Linked DNA regions of Mus musculus: regions 2 and 3 are each linked to region 1. The links are chromatin contacts, called in public Hi-C maps. All regions are on one chromosome and are shown on one strand. The core of a region is the stretch at or near the end of the contact, and the rest is flanking DNA. Distances in the headings are between cores, read along the strand shown. Region 1 overlaps Gm15518 (a long non-coding RNA gene). Region 2 overlaps Cd47 (CD47 antigen (Rh-related antigen, integrin-associated signal transducer)). Region 3 has its middle 16 kb from the start of Gm31494.

Region 1 (2,555 bases), core at 42-2,541:
TTTGGTGTTCACTAAAACTCCCAATTAGTTTAGATAAGAGAAAAGTTGATTTCTATCATAAACTACCACCCAAGACAATGGCAGTCAATACAATGGCAAGTAAGACAGTTCATTTAATCTATAAAAGGGAGTAATCCACAGTGGGATGATAGGCAATATGGAGCTCCTCTGCTGTGCTCAGTGCAATAGCCAAATAGAAAATGTGAAACAACTTCTTTGCCTAGGTTCTGTTGTAGCTGTGGATGCCAGAGGTCAACATGTGTCATTTTTGAGATAAGGTTTCTCACATGGATGTCACCAATAGCTTCATTGACCAGCGAGTTCTAGGGATCTCCCTCCCTCCTCCTCTATCTCCCAGTGCTGGGTTCGCAAGCACATTTGACCACAGCAGGCTTTGTAGTGGGTGCTGGGGATCTTCCTACTGCACGGCAAGCCGTTTACCTACAGAACCACCCCCCTTCCCCATTCCCTAATTATATGCTCTGCAAGGGTCTAGAGCATTGGTTCTCAACCTGTGAGTCAGGCCCCCATTTGAAGGTCACCTAAGACCATTGGAAAACAACAGATACTTACAGTCTGTAACAATAGCAAAATTATAGTTACAAAGTAGCAATGAAAATAATCTTACAGTTGGGGGTTACTACAACATGAGGGACTGTACTAAAGGATCACAGCATTGGGAAGGTGGAGAACCACTGGTCTAGAGGCAGGGACTACCCAACTACAAGTCTGTGCAATGCCTAGAATTCAAACATTGATATCTAAATTATCTTCTTAGAATTTTTTTAAACAAATGAAACCAACGCATTCCTTTTAGAGAACTGATTCCTAAACTGGGAAGGAAAGTATATATGTACCAAAAATGTCTGGCTCTGCCATAAAGTACTCAAAGTATGTTGGGGAAATATCCAATGAACAGCCAGATACAGAGACAAGTTGAGCATCATAATAATGAACTGTATAACCACAGGCCCATATAGATACGACTCCTTACAATAGGATGTCTGATGTGTGACAACGTGGATGCTGCACTTAGAAAAACACCAGCTGCAGGTACCATGCTAGCTAATTGGAGGGAGAATCATCAGTGAATGCCGAAACGACTAGGGGGAAGCTCGATGAGAAATGGGGTGACTGCATGGTTTCATTGTAGAAAAAGTAACCCACAAAGAGAGAAAACTGTCAATATACACTGGAAAATCCGGTACATACCACTTACATTAAGTTGATCAAAGTTAACATCACCAGTCTTGGACAACTACCGTTTACCACCTGAAGAGGGCACACAGTTGTTGGTCATACTGGAGATGCATAGCCTGAATATAATAACAAAATGACAGCCACGTCCCAGTTGAGAGGCTTGTACAAACAGCCTGTGTGCTTCAAAAGTGACTAGATGAGGTACAAGGACCAAGGAATTGTCCCTGACTATAGGGGAGAGCAGAAGCATGACACCTGAACACAGCACTGCTCTAGATTGGACCCTGGATCAGTAAGGAGATGTAGACTGGTGCTACAAAGTACATTTTAGCACAAAAGGAAAAGGTTGGGTAAGGTCTATACTTTAGAAAATTGCATCTTAATTTCTTAAGTTGGTTTTGAGCCGTGGTAATTGAAAAGAATTTATGTAAAATAGTACACATAATGATTTAGCCATAAAAGGGCATCATGCCAGCAGTGTAAATGGTTCAGGAGACGACTATGTGTGTATTGGGGGGAGGGGGAGCTAGAGTTGTATATAGAAAGATGAAAGTGATAAGTCATGACATAATAGTTCAATCCTGATTACCTTGATTGGATTCTGGCCCACATACAACATGTTCCATTACTATGTACAACTAGCATGTTAATTTAAAAACCTAACAGGCAGTATGGTTTTTGGATGCTATTTCTCAAGTCTCTACCAAGCAGGTGCCTAAGATTATGCTAAATTTAAAAGAATCACCATGACATAATATTGTTAACTAGTCATTAAAAGCTTTCACTAAAAAAAAAAACAATAGAAATTATGATAAATTGTTACCATATTGAGAATCTGGGAAACAGATATGTAGAAATCTGTTGAACTGTTGCAGCTCTCCTGTAAGTCTAAAGTAATAGTTCATACAGGTGACATGCAACTGGGCAGCCTCTCCCCCGAATATACCATTCATTTATTAGAACAATATGATCTTCCGTTGAGATGCTGTAGTTCACCGATAAAACAAAGTTATAATTGTATTCACTGATCAAATTGAACAAATTCTCAATCAATCCAAACAAGGTTTCTCCACCTCCCCCTTTCCCTTTCCCTTAAATTTGCAAGCAGTGCTTAGGTTTTTACTTTTGTGGTTTGTTTTTTAAGAGTATCAGAACCTCTGTTGGAAGGGTTCACAGAGAACATGCCCATGCAAATAGGTATGAGAACCCTATGTCATCTGGTGCTATGCCCCATCCCTTCACGGGTTTCAAGAGAGCCTGTGTGAGAACACGAGACGCCTGTGGATTTGGCTCAGAGCTCCCAGCATGGATGATGAGCAGGCACTCTGTGCTCCCTGAACACAACACAGTATGAA
Region 2 (2,555 bases), core at 37-2,536, 120 kb after region 1:
AGGACATTTCTCTCGGTGATCTCTCTGGCTGTGCATGTGAATCTGTGACCATGCTGCAAGAAGAAGCCTACACCTTTGAGGACAGTTGGTTTACAGAAAGCTGTGTCTTGAAGCACGGCTCAGGACACTTGTAGCCTTTCCTCAGTGATGGAGTCTGACCTGAGAGCTCTAAGCTGAAATAAACCCTTTGCTCTGTAAGCTGCTTTTGGCCATGGTGTTTATCACAGCAATAGAAACCTGAAGATAGACCAATTATCTTGGATCAACTCAAGAGTTAGTCATGCTATTGGCTCCTGGCTGATTTGGGGGGTTCTTCATCTATACTGTGACAATATAAGTTCTTTCCTACATTTTGATAGCTGATAGGTGCTTTCAAGTACTGCATTGTACTGTAGCTCTTTCAGGCTTAAGGCCCAGCTCTACATAAAACACTGGCTGTCCATTCTTTGTTTTCTTTTCTTTTAACCCTTGTCCTATATTGATAGATGATCTTTAGTATGCACTCAGCAGCATGGCCATGAACCTGACTGTGAAAGCCGAGCTCTGCAAACAGTCTTGATAATAGATAGGAAAATTACCATCATACAGTGGCCTTCAAAACATGTTATCAAAAAAAGCCGCATTGGTGGTATGGTCCTGTGATCTTAGCATTACAGAACAAACACCAGAGCGACATAGTAAGAGCCTGTACAAAAATTAAAAATACAGAAAAAAAAAACAAAAAAACAAACAAACAAAAAAACCCCAAAAACCAAAAACCAAACAAACCAAACAAACAAAAAACCCAAACCTTTGAAAATATTAAAACTTCCCTACTATAGCTGTATTAGAAAACAAAAATAATACTAATGTTGAAAGTATTACATGGCAGATCAGACTGCTAAAACGTCAGTATTTTAAATGTCATGTTAAATATAGCTTGATGCTTTTTGTCTTGCTCTGTGGCTTTGGAAACAGAGCAGACATCCCCTGGTAAACTGTCAGGCTCCCTTCTTAGTTCCTATTAGCCTGCAGCTGGCAGCTTTATACTCTGTTTCAGGGTTCAGAATTCTGTGATGTGGTTTTTTTTATTTGATGTTTTTGTTGTTGGAGTTTGCTATTGTTTGTTTTTTTGTTTGTTTTGCCATTTGTTTTCCAGAGTCACATCCTCAGGGACATTCCCATTGTCACATGATCCTTAACTTCACTCGTGTTAGTGAGTTCACCATCCTCGAGCTGCCCAGGCTGCATCTGGAGTGGTGCTCCGTGGTGGCAGTGTCAGCATCCCCATAGCAGCTCTCCTGTAACTCTGCTTATGGTCTATTGCAATGTCACACGCAGTGCTCACACTTGTCATTTCCTGGCTCGTTCACCCCTCTTGCCCAGTTTCCTTTTTTGATGATACATTGAGTGCCTGTGGGCTGATCACTGGGAGACGAGGGGAGATATCATAACCAGGCGCTTGGCTGTCTGCCCAAACTTAGCATAACCATGCAGTGGCTGGTCTTCAGTAGTTGTGACATGATGACACTTCTTCTATTTATTTCATATTGTGAGTTGTGTATTAAAGACGTCTCATGGAGCATACTTCATGACTACTCTCTGGTTGCACTTTGGTAATGAAACTTCAAACTGTATTTGAAGGACTAGAGTTACACAAGTTAACCATGGGACCCATGCATGCCAGAAGAGTGTAACATGAGAGCTACTGGGATTTACTTCTGTGTATTCTAGACACCATTCATTTACTTTTTCTTCTTGTGCCCACTCAAAATTGCCCCACGAGGAATTTGGTTATCTCTTGGTGCTATTTGGGAAAATGTCACTATGATCATTGTTGGGAAATTTGAGAAAATCAATTTTCCATCATAAGAGCCTTGAGGACTCATGTAAGTCCTCAAAGCCTAGATTATTGAAAGTAACAAGACCTTTCTTTGAAAGCACTTGTAAACCAAGTGATGTTTTTAGGGGTTTTTCTTACTGAACAGGAAAAATAATTCGGGAGAAATGAGGGCAAACACTACATTGCAGTGGCGATTTCTATCCAAACCAGAGAACAAAAGTATTCTGACAAATATTATTACAGAAAGTCAGTCTGTGACCTGGTTGGTGACCCCTAATGGTAATGTGAATTTATGCTAAGTTTAATGTGAATTTTATTCAACAGTGTTAAGCTTGGCTCTTCCCTGGAGTGCTCATACGATCACTAAGCCATGTCGTTACTCACTGACTTCATTGTAGGAAGAATTGGGCCAAACTGTAGCACAGCATTCTACTCTTACATAAATAGAGTCACCAATTCCTTTACACTTTCAAAATCTGACAGCACTACTCATGAATATCCTCTGAAATTCTGAAAACTTTCATTAGACCAGAATAATTTGTCTTTGGGAGATGTCTGCTGGACATTCCCTTCTGTTGTGCTCATATATTTGCCATAAAAAAAAAAAAAGGCTGTTTTTTTTTCTAGGCCTGTGGACAAGGAATATGATCTTTTGTAGTGTTCAGCCTGATAAACTTATTTCATCAGAGAAGTTGGCTAGGATGTGGAATTTATTACAGTTATCTTACTCACT
Region 3 (2,555 bases), core at 33-2,532, 110 kb before region 1:
GTCTAAAAATTATAAAAGTAAACTTCCAGTGACGTTGAACATACACACAAACACACATCGAGATACAAATAAAAAAAAAAAACTGATAGTGAAAACATGCTATGAACTAAAACCAGGCATTACAATTATCAGTCTGAATGAAAGGCAACAGAGATTCTGAAAAGCAAGCTGGCCATCTATTGTACAGATAGAACTAGAACCAACAGATTTAACATGCAATCATAAGGAATGTGCGTGAAATAAGAATCCAGTGTGTCAAATTCAGAATAAGAACTTGGAAAGGCTTATTCATCTTATTTTCATTCTGTGTATTCTTGAAGTACATTTTGAAGAGACTTCCAATGCATACCCAGGAAGATGGATGTACACATGTAAAATAGATGATATGGCTAATAGAATGAACCCCCCGAATATGTCCAACTCAGGTTCTCTGGAGGAAGAGAGAGAAAGAAGATAGTGGGTAACAGAAACATGTGCTGATGGAACATGTAACGTGGAAGATGGAAGATGAAGGTGTGTTATCACTAGAGGGAGGAAAAGAGTAATCTATATCTAGAGATATTCTAAAGAAAGGGGAAGTGGGTACTGCAAGAAAGCTGGGGTGTCTTTAAGAACAAAACCTGAGCAGGGCAGTGAGCTATTGGATGGGACACAGGGCCCCCAATGGAGGATCTAGAGAAAGTACCCAAAGGAGCTAAAGGGATCTGCAACCCTATATGTGGAACAACAATATGAACTAACCAGTACCCCCCGGAGCTCGTGTCTCTAGCTGCATATATATCAGAAGATGGCCTAGTCGGCCATCAGTGGAAAGAGAGGCCCATTGGTCTTGCAAACTTTATATGCCTCAGTACAGGGGAACGCCAGGGCCAAGAAGTGGGAGTGGGTGGGTAGGGGAGTGGGGGGGGGGCCCACGGGGGACTTTTGGGATAGCATTGGAAATGTAAATGAAGAAAATCCCTAAAAAAAAAAAAAAAAAAAAAAAAAAGAACAGAACCTGTCTCTGCTTTTGAGTATTCTTTAACTCGGAATTAGGTTGCTGGACTTGATGTAGTTCAATGGCCCCAGGTTGGTCATGATGTCTTATCACAGCAATATAAAGGGAGACTAAGACAGGAGAGGGCTGCTGGTTAGTCCAGTTGGCACAGCCATTGAGGTTTCCAGGGGCCTCCTCTTAGTCTTAGTTACCTACTCAGACATTGCTTCCAGGCCAAAGAGATAACAAAGAACCAGCAACCAGAACTCTCCTCTAGCACTCCTGTTGTCCACAAAGGATATTCTAAGAACTGCCACACTGGGGTCCCTGGGCCTGACCAGTTTTTATCTCCTTTTTTTTTTTTTTTTTTGCATCATTAAGAAGAACTTTGCTAGGGGCTAGAGAAGTGGGGCCCAGCCGTTAGGAGCACTGGCTGCTCTTCCAAAGGACCTGGGTCAATTCCCAGCACCCACATGGCAGCTTACAACTGTGTAACTCCATTTCTAGAGGATCCAACACCCTCACACAGACATAAAGGCAGGCAAAACACCAATGCACTTAAAATTTAGAAAAAATAGTTTAAAAAAGAAGAAGAATTTTGCTGTATGAAGTTAAATAAATACCATTCAATTGGGTGGGAAGCAGTTCTAGGTATAGAAAGCCCACAATGTTAAACAATGCCCATAGATTGGCAACATAAACATTCAAATGTTGTTTTTCAGGTCTCTCTTTGATAAAAAAAAAAAAAAAAAACATCAGTGTGGTCTGTTAACAAGCTTTGCTCTGTGCCTTTGTGATCCATTGGTGTTTGAGTGAAGACAGCCTTACCTGAACAATCCCAAGCCAATGACTTAACACAACACAGTACAGTAAAACAGTGTAGTGCTCACTTTCCCTCGTAAGCATCAAAAGTATCACCAACAATACAACAAACGCTATTTCCATCTCTGTCCTCATGACGTCATCCTTGAAAATACAACCTAACGCCATGGCTCTCCGGAGCAATCACAGGGAGCAGGTAACAAGAGGTTTGGATCCAAGATTCTTGTGATCAGAGGGTTGAGTTCTCCGTCCTTCGTGTTATATGAGACAATGCTCATCCTTTACGGCAGTGGGGCAACTTGAGCACTTAAAAATTAATTATATCTAGGCAGACAAGGAAAGCAGGACTTAATAGTTACTGCAAAATGGCATCCATGATCTCACTATGGGAGGAAGGTAAATAAGACTACAGGGCAGTTTCAACATTGATAACCAGTAGGAAACCCTAAGGTCCTGTTTTGGGAGAAGTGACGGAAATGGCTGTCCCTGAGAGCTATGGCTCTGAGGACATTCTGAACCTCTGCCTAATAAGATCATTCAACGCTGCCTCTTGAACTACAATTTTGACCTTGAAAGTTGCTGCTTTTCATTAAGGGAAGCATGCATGCTCTGAAGGATCCAAGGGCTTTACCTCATAAAGCATTTACTGTCTACATCACCCAAAGCCCCAGGGTTTAGGATTTTAGGATGACAATTAGGGAAATCAGAGCACAAGCTAGCTGAGTGGTACTGACAGGCTTGTTAAGGGCTGAAGGAG

What was found. A called contact is a pair of places that touch in the nucleus more often than the background predicts.
Region 2: a Hi-C map of CD8 T cells shows a contact between it and region 1, with 5 times the contacts expected there. The contact joins two enhancer-like sites. A contact is called at or near these places in 1 of 15 datasets of contacts at CTCF or cohesin (large pre-B cells), 39 of 484 Hi-C or Micro-C datasets (B cells, CD4 T cells, CD8 T cells and 21 more), 7 of 115 datasets of contacts at active chromatin or transcription factors (CD8 T cells, the HPC-7 cell line, the SCID.adh cell line and 3 more) and 1 of 9 other capture datasets (embryonic stem cells).
Region 3: a Hi-C map of the G1E-ER4 cell line shows a contact between it and region 1, with 2.7 times the contacts expected there. The contact joins two enhancer-like sites. A contact is called at or near these places in 1 of 15 datasets of contacts at CTCF or cohesin (pro-B cells) and 4 of 484 Hi-C or Micro-C datasets (B cells, the G1E-ER4 cell line, bone marrow-derived macrophages and 1 more).

What each region holds. Positions count from the first base shown.
Region 1 is chr16:49,765,205-49,767,759 of GRCm38.p6, forward strand. Gm15518 (a long non-coding RNA gene) reads right to left here. Exons shown (of 5, transcript XR_003951928.1): 4 at 1-2,555. Among named protein-coding and RNA genes, the nearest start is that of Gm15518, 9.4 kb to the right of the region's middle. Within about 2 kb of position 1,292, at least 42 of the 459 cell types and tissues checked have an H3K27ac peak or open chromatin away from gene starts, as enhancers often do. A contact at or near this core is called in B cells, CD8 T cells, the G1E-ER4 cell line and 2 more, where this site is marked.
Region 2 is chr16:49,887,010-49,889,564 of GRCm38.p6, forward strand. The region is part of intron 3 of Cd47 (CD47 antigen (Rh-related antigen, integrin-associated signal transducer)); the gene reads left to right. Among named protein-coding and RNA genes, the nearest start is that of Cd47, 33 kb to the left of the region's middle. Within about 2 kb of position 1,287, at least 80 of the 459 cell types and tissues checked have an H3K27ac peak or open chromatin away from gene starts, as enhancers often do. A contact at or near this core is called in B cells, CD8 T cells, Th2 cells and 1 more, where this site is marked.
Region 3 is chr16:49,659,754-49,662,308 of GRCm38.p6, forward strand. No RefSeq gene overlaps it. Among named protein-coding and RNA genes, the nearest start is that of Gm31494, 16 kb to the left of the region's middle. Within about 2 kb of position 1,283, at least 3 of the 459 cell types and tissues checked have an H3K27ac peak or open chromatin away from gene starts, as enhancers often do. A contact at or near this core is called in the G1E-ER4 cell line, where this site is marked.